2 separate regions of the Mus musculus genome follow, and region 1 is linked to region 2. A link is a contact called in public HiChIP or PLAC-seq data. All regions are on one chromosome and are shown on one strand. Each heading gives the region's core, a stretch centred on a gene start, on an enhancer-like site or on the middle of the called end of the contact. The rest is flanking DNA. Distances are from core to core; before and after follow the strand shown.

Evidence for each region. HiChIP or PLAC-seq counts read pairs in DNA pulled down with a chosen protein or histone mark.
Region 1: an H3K27ac HiChIP or PLAC-seq map of embryonic stem cells shows a contact between it and region 2, with 6 read pairs. The contact joins two enhancer-like sites. A contact is called at or near these places in 2 of 15 datasets of contacts at CTCF or cohesin (embryonic stem cells and pro-B cells), 11 of 484 Hi-C or Micro-C datasets (B cells, CD8 T cells, the P5424 cell line and 5 more) and 6 of 115 datasets of contacts at active chromatin or transcription factors (bone marrow-derived macrophages, embryonic stem cells, intestinal villus epithelium and 1 more).

The regions. Positions count from the first base shown.
Region 1 is chr11:118,032,930-118,036,676 of GRCm38.p6, forward strand. Dnah17 (dynein, axonemal, heavy chain 17) reads right to left here. Exons shown (of 81, transcript NM_001167746.1): 72 at 3,403-3,551; 73 at 1,314-1,447; 74 at 807-1,049. Among named protein-coding and RNA genes, the nearest start is that of Mir6933, 33 kb to the left of the region's middle. Within about 2 kb of position 1,607, at least 12 of the 459 cell types and tissues checked have an H3K27ac peak or open chromatin away from gene starts, as enhancers often do. A contact at or near this core is called in embryonic stem cells, where this site is marked.
Region 2 is chr11:117,931,959-117,936,070 of GRCm38.p6, forward strand. No RefSeq gene overlaps it. Among named protein-coding and RNA genes, the nearest start is that of Socs3, 35 kb to the right of the region's middle. Within about 2 kb of position 2,438, at least 119 of the 459 cell types and tissues checked have an H3K27ac peak or open chromatin away from gene starts, as enhancers often do. A contact at or near this core is called in embryonic stem cells, where this site is marked.

The DNA.
Region 1 (3,747 bases), core at 357-2,856, 100 kb after region 2:
ATGTATTATGTGAGGTATGGAAGTTCCATGTTTCTCAGATGCCGTCCTGTCTAGGTAGATGTGTGTGGTAAGGACACAGGATTCCAAAGCCTCAGGCATAGGCTGCAGCCTGAAGAAGCAGTGTGTGCCCACAGGTTATGGCGGAGGCTGATGAGAGCAAGGGGGCTGGCAGGGACAGTGGCCATGGGGATGACAAGGTGGGAGGGCTGTAAAGCTGACTTGGGGACTGAGAGGCAAGGTCAGGGAGCTCTGTGTGGAGGTAGAAACCCAGCCAAGCAGGCCTGGTGCTCCCTGAAGCTCTAGGGTACTGGGCAAGCCCCTGCACCCACCTTCCTCTATGGAGGGAACAAGAAGCCATCGCGGGAGAAGGGCCTGATCACATGACTGCCTTGTTCAGGGTGGTATCAGAGGACGTGGTTATGGAGCTGGAGGGTGGGGACAGCATCACCACCTGTCTGTCATCCATTGTCCCTAGCAGCAAGCTTTGGTGGCCCAAGTAAGCTTCATACCTCCGGGGTGGAGGGGCGGTGTCAGGGAGTGCTGTGACCCAGGATGGTACAGGGCTTCCACAGTAATGACAGGCACCCCTGCCAACTGACAGGGCAGTGATGCTGGCAAGAGGTAGGTGAGTTTGCCCTTTCAGGGACATATTCTGATGTGACATTAGTGTGCTGGTATGCTCGTGTGGGTGGGAAGCCAGCATGGAGGAGTCTCTGGGACTCAAGAGGGACATCTCAGCTTGCTGGGCCTGTGTCTCCTTTGCCTGGCCACGCGTGGGTGGACCCACCCAGTGTCACCCTCCCTACCTGCGTGAAAAGATCCAGCGCCTTGTGCAGGTTGGCATACATGCCCGTGGGAGGCTCATTGGTGATTTTGATGGCATTTTCCAGGATGCCCTGGGGGATGATGTGCGTCTCAGCCGTGGGAGCAGGCTCAGCACTGATGAACACTCGGTAGTCCTCATGGCTGCCCGAGCTGTAGCGTTCTACCTTCTTGTCCAGGATACCCAGCCATCTCGCCACCAGGTGAATGTTCTGTGGCAAGGAGCCCTGCCTCAGGCCTGAGTGGACCCCACAGGGCCAACCCTGTCAACCCTAACTGGTGTGGAGTGTTCCTGGTAACAGCCTTAGGATCCACCTTGTTTGCTTCCCCCCCCCCCCAGGCTCAAAGCATAGACAGCGTGGTCCCCAGCACCCTTTTAGGAGCTGTAAGGGGGTATGGAGGGGCTCTGTGCTGGGGAGCCGTAGAGTGGTGCCCCAGCAATGGGAGGTTCTATCCCATCCCCAGGGACGTGACCATGATGGCAGAAGAGCCCTCACCTGCAGAATGACCCAGTGTCCCTTTTCGGCAGCCACATCCAGCGCGTTCTCAGCTACCACCTCTTGTCCTTGCCCCAGGGACACGTTGTGGAGTTTCCCATTGTCTATGGTAAATCCCAGTTTTTTCCCTAAAAAGAGGGAAAACAGGAAAAGTACAGGGGTGATTCAGAACCGTGGTTCGGGCACTGCATTCCACAACCGGGAACACTGCACGCCTCCCATCTTGTTTATTGTGGGGTGGAAACACATATCCCGTAACACGACCATGCTTCGGCCATCTGGAAAGGTGTGGCCCAGGGACATTCGGGAAACTGGCCCTGCTGTGCAGCTGTCTCTCTGGTACCACCATCACCACCCCCAGAATGTGTCAACGCCTTGTGACCTTGAACTCCCTCTCTGCTCCCCTTGCCTGGCAGTGCTGTCTGCTTTCCGCCCCTGTGCGTCAGCCCATTACAGGCATTTCATGGAAATGGGGCTGCCCTCGCTGAGACCCTCACCCCTCGCTGAGACCCTCACCACTGTGTTTTTGTGAGCTCTGAGCTCTCCACTTTGGTCAGGGAAGAAGCTTGGACTGGGCCGATGGGGTAACAGCCCATAACAAGCTCTGGCTCTAGCGGCTTAAGCTTTTTTTTTTTCCTTCAGATTTATGATGGGTAATGTTCATTGCCAGCATGACCAGGTATAGCTTCACCATGGAAAACTCCGTTCTAGATAGGTCCATGAGGGTTTTTCAAAAAAGAAGGTGGGGGGGCACCTCAGTGTGAGTGGGACTGCCCCTAGGCTCTGTTGTCCTAGCAAGGCTGAGAAACAAAGAGTGCTTCTCAGCCTGTGAGTTGCGTCCCTTTGGTCACAGAACCACCTTTCCACAGGGGTTACCTGAGACACAACGTTTCCATTACAATTCTCGGAAGTAGCAATGAAAATAATGTTTTACGGTTGGGTGTGGCCACAGCCTGAGGGGCTGTATTAAAAGGTCACAGAGTTAGCAAGGTTGAGAGCTGCTGAGCAAGGAGAACTGAGCTGAAGGCCCGCCCGCCTGTAGGTGTGGTGTGACCAGCCGCCCGATGTTCCCCTCAAACTGTACCCAGACAACCCTTTCCCAGGTTTCCTTTTGCAGTGTCTTGCCCCTGAGCTGTGATAAAAGTAACCTAGTCGGGGCTGTTTCTAGAAGGGAGGGAACAGGCAGGAAGATGTCTTAGTCAGGGTCTCTTGCTCTTTGTCACACCATGATGAAAAGCATCCTGGGGAGGAAAGGGTTTGTTTGGCTTCCGTCTCAGTCACAGTCCATCACGAAGGAAGTCACAAGAACCCGGAGGCGGAGGCTGTGGAAGGGTGCTGCATGCTGCTCTCCAGCTTGCTCACTTTGCTTTCTTACAGCAGCCAGACCGCCAGCTTAAGGTGGCACTGCCACAGTGGACTAGACACCCCCCACCCCCCCTGCCCTCTCAACCACCAACCAAGAAAATGCTACAACAGCTTATCCACGTGCTGGTCTGGTGGGGGCACTATCTATCTATCTATCTATCTATCTATCTATCTATCTATCTATCTATCTATCTATCTATCTATCTATCTATCTATCTATCTATCTATCTATCTATCTATCTAGTTTTTTGAGACAGGGTTTCTTTGTATAGCCCTGGCTGTCCTGGAACTCATTTTGTAGACCAGGCTGGCCTCAAACTCAGAAATCCACCTGCCTCTGCCTCCTGAGTGCTGGGATTAAAGGTGTGCGCCACCACTGGCTGGGGACACTTTCCCAATTGAGGTTCTCTCTTCCCAAATGACTTCAGCTTGTGTCAATTTGACATAAACGTAGCCAGCACAGAGGCTTGGTGGTGGACCTGACTATTAAGCCTTTAGGGACAGACCCAGCCTTGGACTGGAAGGTGCCGTGGTGGCTCTGAGTATGGCATGTCTTCCCCTCTACCCCGTCCCCCCGCACCCCCTTCCCACTGCCAGGCTTGTTTCTCCACCCCAGCATCCCCTTGCTAGTTGCTGGTTTTGACCTTGATCTCTAGGGAGTCCCGGGTCCCTCTGTGTGGTTTTGAATTGTCTTTCCATGGGGCCCATTTCTGCCTACCGAGGGCCTCCACGTCTTTGAGGGGGTCAACCCCGGGGGAAAGGATGAAGAAGATTGGTGTGGAAGGGCTGCTCTCTTTGTAGGACTTGGAGAACTCCACGCTCCGGCCTTCAACGAACTTACTGCCCATCTTCTCTTCCACAAAATTCCTGAGGGGAACACAGGCTCTGTGGGACCACAGGCAGCTGGGCCCTGCTTGGGCATATGTGGGTGACTTCAGCCCAGGTAGGTGGACCATTCTGGGTGGACTTCCTTGAGGGAAGTGGCATCTTGCCTTTCAAATTTTAACTAATTAATTACTGTTTTGAGAGGCGGTCTGGGGTAGTCTAGTAGCCTAGGCTGACT
Region 2 (4,112 bases), core at 1,188-3,687:
TGAGGAAGACCCGCTTATTGTGATAGATGGCGGGTTCCCAGAAAGGGCAGTTGTTAGTAAAGTCCTCCTTGTGATTGAGAGGCTTATGGACACAAAGTAACCCAGGAGGCCTTATCCAAAGAGAAACGTAAAGAAACAAAAAGGCCAGTCAGTCAGTCAGTCAACACACATTAACTGTCAGCCGACTCTGTGCCAGATACTCTTGCAGGCTTTGGACAGACAAGAAGTTCACTCAGCAGCCTAGGAGCCTTCAAAGCCCTGTGTGTCACCCTCAGGAGTAGGTACCAAACATCTGTGGAGCACTGGGGTCACCTTCAGGCCAAGGATAAGGGGCCTCTTGGGATGAGGGAGGCCCAGCCCAGGACAAGGCTCAGGCCCAGAGCCAGGGGGCCACCCTGAGGTGTGGTGGCCCCTGGGCAAAGAGTGACTCAGGCTCCGCCCAGCCTCCCTAACTGGGCCTGGGTTTGGTTTGTTTAAGAACAAATTAGTCACAGCAGGCAGCTTTCCCGAAAATAAAATGAGAGTCCCCAGGAAGCAGGGAAGATTGGAGGCAGGCGAGTGAGTCAGCACGTGCTCCCCCAAGGGCTCCACTTTCCAAATATGAGACCTCCTCCCTCCTCCCTCCTGCTCCTCCTCCTCCCCAACCTGTTCCTCTGCAGCCTCTATCTCTCTTTTTCCGCCTCCTCTCCTGTCTCCCTCCACATCCCCTTCCCACCAGTTGGGCTCAGTCCTCAGGAGCACTCACTGTCCCTGTCCCTGTCCCTGTCCCTTCCTGGTCTCTCCTTCTCCTCCGTCCACCGCCCCCTCCCCCGCCCAGGCATTGGCTGCAAGAGGAAAGCAGGGAAGGCCTGGCCCTCCTCTTAGGACCCCTCCACCACTGGGAAGGAAGCCTTCAGGGTGCTGCCATATTGCAGACAGTGATGGTCATTACCTGGGAATAGGCGGGGGTGGGGGGTCACAGAAAGAGGGACCCTTAAAGACTCGGTGGGGCTGCAGGCCCCCTTCCTGGGCCTCCACTGGCCTGTGAAATCAGTCCTCTCTGAACTCTTTGATTTCTGCTGCCTAGGGAAGTCTTATGGGAACTGGGACTGGGGGCCAGTTTGGATTCAAAGAATGGGCTCTGGCCTAGCCTCTCTCCCTGCTTCTCTGGCAGCCTGTGAGAGAAGGTTTCACCCCATGGGAGGGAGCCAGCTCTCAGTTTGGAGGAGACTCTGGTCACATACCTTCACAGCCCAAACTCAGAGGGTCAGCAGCAAAGGTTCCTGACTGCAGGAAGGAGCCAGGCTTAGGAATGGCCCTTGATAAGTCACTGAGGACCTAGGACAGCTTTCCTACAGGATTCTAGAGTCTTCCTCCAGCCCCCTTTCAGCAGGTGAGAGCAATGCTCTCTCATTGCCCCTGGGAACTTCCGCCCCCCCCCCGCACCCCCGCACCCCTCTCCCCCGGGACCATCACTTCTAAGACTACCCCCAGGAGTCAGAGCAAGCAGCCCCAGGCCTAGGTCACTCGACTGGGCCGGGGTCCCTTGCCTCTCCCGTCTCTGTTCAGTCTCTGCTTGCATTTCTCAATGAATAATTTAGCTGTTTGAGTTACAGTAAAGAGCAGTACAGCTTCCCTCCCCAAATCGTTAAGAACTGATATGTTCGGCGTCTTGATTCCTTCTGAGGAAGAAAGTCCCTTTCCTAGCAAAACTGAGCCTTAACCAATATCTGTGACAGTAATAGGCTATTGATATAAATATATCATATATGTGTGTGTGTGTGTGTGTGTGTGTGTGTGTATGTGTGTGTGTGTGTGTGCTCTAAAAATTGACTGTAGTGTCAGCCACTGGTTCTTGGGAACAGGAAAGAATAACAGACCTGACTCTGGGTGTGGGTGCTGCTGCCATAGAGAGAAAAAGAGCTACATAAAGTGTGGAATGGAGTGGATGTTGTGTGCACATGTGTGTGTGTGTGCATGCATGTTCATGTGTGTTCACATGTATGCGCATGTGTGTGTACTTGAGTATTCATGTCCTATATAGATGTGTAATTCATGAGGGTATGTATAAGCATGTATGCCTGTGGGGGGTGCACACCTAGCTGTGTGTTACATGAGGCTGCACATGTGTGTACATACGGCACGTGTAGCTGGTGGTTTGTATCATGCTTGTGCCTGAGCTGTGCAGCTGGAAGGAACAGGCTGGGACACTGGGAGCTCCACAGTGCAGAGGGACAGTCCTTTCACATCTTCAGAGCTGGAAAAGTTGGGGTGTGGAATCTGGGTGAGGCTGGGCTTGGGCCTCCCAGTCAGGTGACTTGCAGTCAGGGAGGGGAGAGGCTCTGGGAAGTTCAGAGAGAGGGAGGGACTGAGGCGAAGGGCCAGGGTGGGGACCTGGGCTGGGAGTCTCTCTGAAGAGTGAGGCAACATCCAGGGGCTGGAGTTCTGGAGCAGAGAGCCAAGGAGATTGAGAGGTGTGGCTCAGAGGGTGGGTGGAGTCTGGTGGGTGTGTGAGAGCAGGGGTGGGGCTTCCCAGCACTGCTGTGGCAGGTGCTACCCTTGTGATGGTGGTAAAGAGAAAAGGACAGTGTTCCAGAGTGGAAGCCGCTGGAACTTGGCTTCCTGAAAGCTCCCTTGAGTGACTGGAGCAGGCAGCTCTCTGGCTGGGAGTGGGTTGGGTCTGAGTGTCCTGACTAGACTGACCCAGAGCCACTGAACCTGTCCCTGGGCCTGATCTGCTGACCCATGCCTAAGCAAGACAACCAACCTCCACAGGGGGCTCTTCCATCTCTGCCCATCCTCCCAACAGGACCCAGCAGCTTGAATTCACACTCCAGGCTGCAGGGTGGGCCTGAGATGGGCCTCACACCTCTCCCCCTGTTCCCATCAGTATCCGGTCTGTGTTTTCAGGCTGAGGCAATCTTCAGGTGCCTGTGCAGAATGCCCTGCCCTTGTGTAAGCTACCAAGCACCAGCCACTTGCAGGATCTTTCTCTCTTCAGAAGACTTCTTCCAACTTCCATCTCCGTGGAGAGTATTCTGGGTCTTTCAGTGTGCTGAATGCATAGACTGCTGAGGGGTGTCTCTGCAGTAGGCTGGGTGGATGCTTCCATAATCCAGCTTCTTACAGATGCTCTGAGAATCATAGATGAATCTTCTCCCTCTCCTCAGGATAATGTGGCAACCAGCTCTGACCCCAGCACCTTGCAGCCAGATGTGGGTCTGCTGCAGGGGCCTGGGAGCCACATCCCATCTCTCTTGTGCTGTTAGCCCCACATCCCACCTCTTGTGCTGTTAGCCACATCTGTTGCTCTGACCTCTGCTGTGCTCAGTGAGAGGGGAGGAAGGGTCCGGGTCTGAGGCAGCTGGGGAATTCGGCTTTGGAATCCGGACAGCAACCCCCAGGAAACTGCACCATGGTGTCTTGGCTCCTGAGGAGACAGGAAAGATGATCATGTTCCTCAGAAGAGAGGAGAGAGCTCCCAGTTTCCCCGGACAGGATGGGAAATAGCCTGGTTTCCAAGCTTGGAGCCTCACAGGGCTCCTTGCTTCCTGGGATATGCATGCAGGGACTTGTCTGTCTCTTTCTTTTCTTGCTGTCGTTCCTTCTGGCCCAGAGAGGTTTGTGCAGGGAGATTTGGCTGGTGGCAACCCTCAACATCTATTTCCTTGGTGGGAATGACGAAGCATCCTATGCCTCAAAAGGCCACCCTACCGCCTCATATCTCTCTGCTCTGTCCTGTGGCAGTGCAGTGGGCTTTGGGCAAGGAAGTGGCTTTTTTGCTCTTGGCCCAGGACCTTTGACTATGCTTCCGCTAGGCCGGGGGCCAGCAGGCTTTTCCTGAAAAGGAGTATGTGGTGAATACTTTAGCCTTTGGTCCTGGAGTGAGAGACAGCTCAGATCCCTGAGGGACTACGCCAGTAAACTCTGGACGCTGAAGCTTGAATCTCACGCAATAGTGGTCGCCTGTTGTGAAACAGCCTTCTTTTGATTTGCTTTTCAGCCACTTAAAAATGCAAAAACCAGACTGGGAACAGAGTTTAGCAGGTAGCGTGCTTCCCTGACATGGACAGAGCACTGTCTTCGGTTCCTGACACTGCATGAACCAGACGTGACAGCATATACTGTAATAC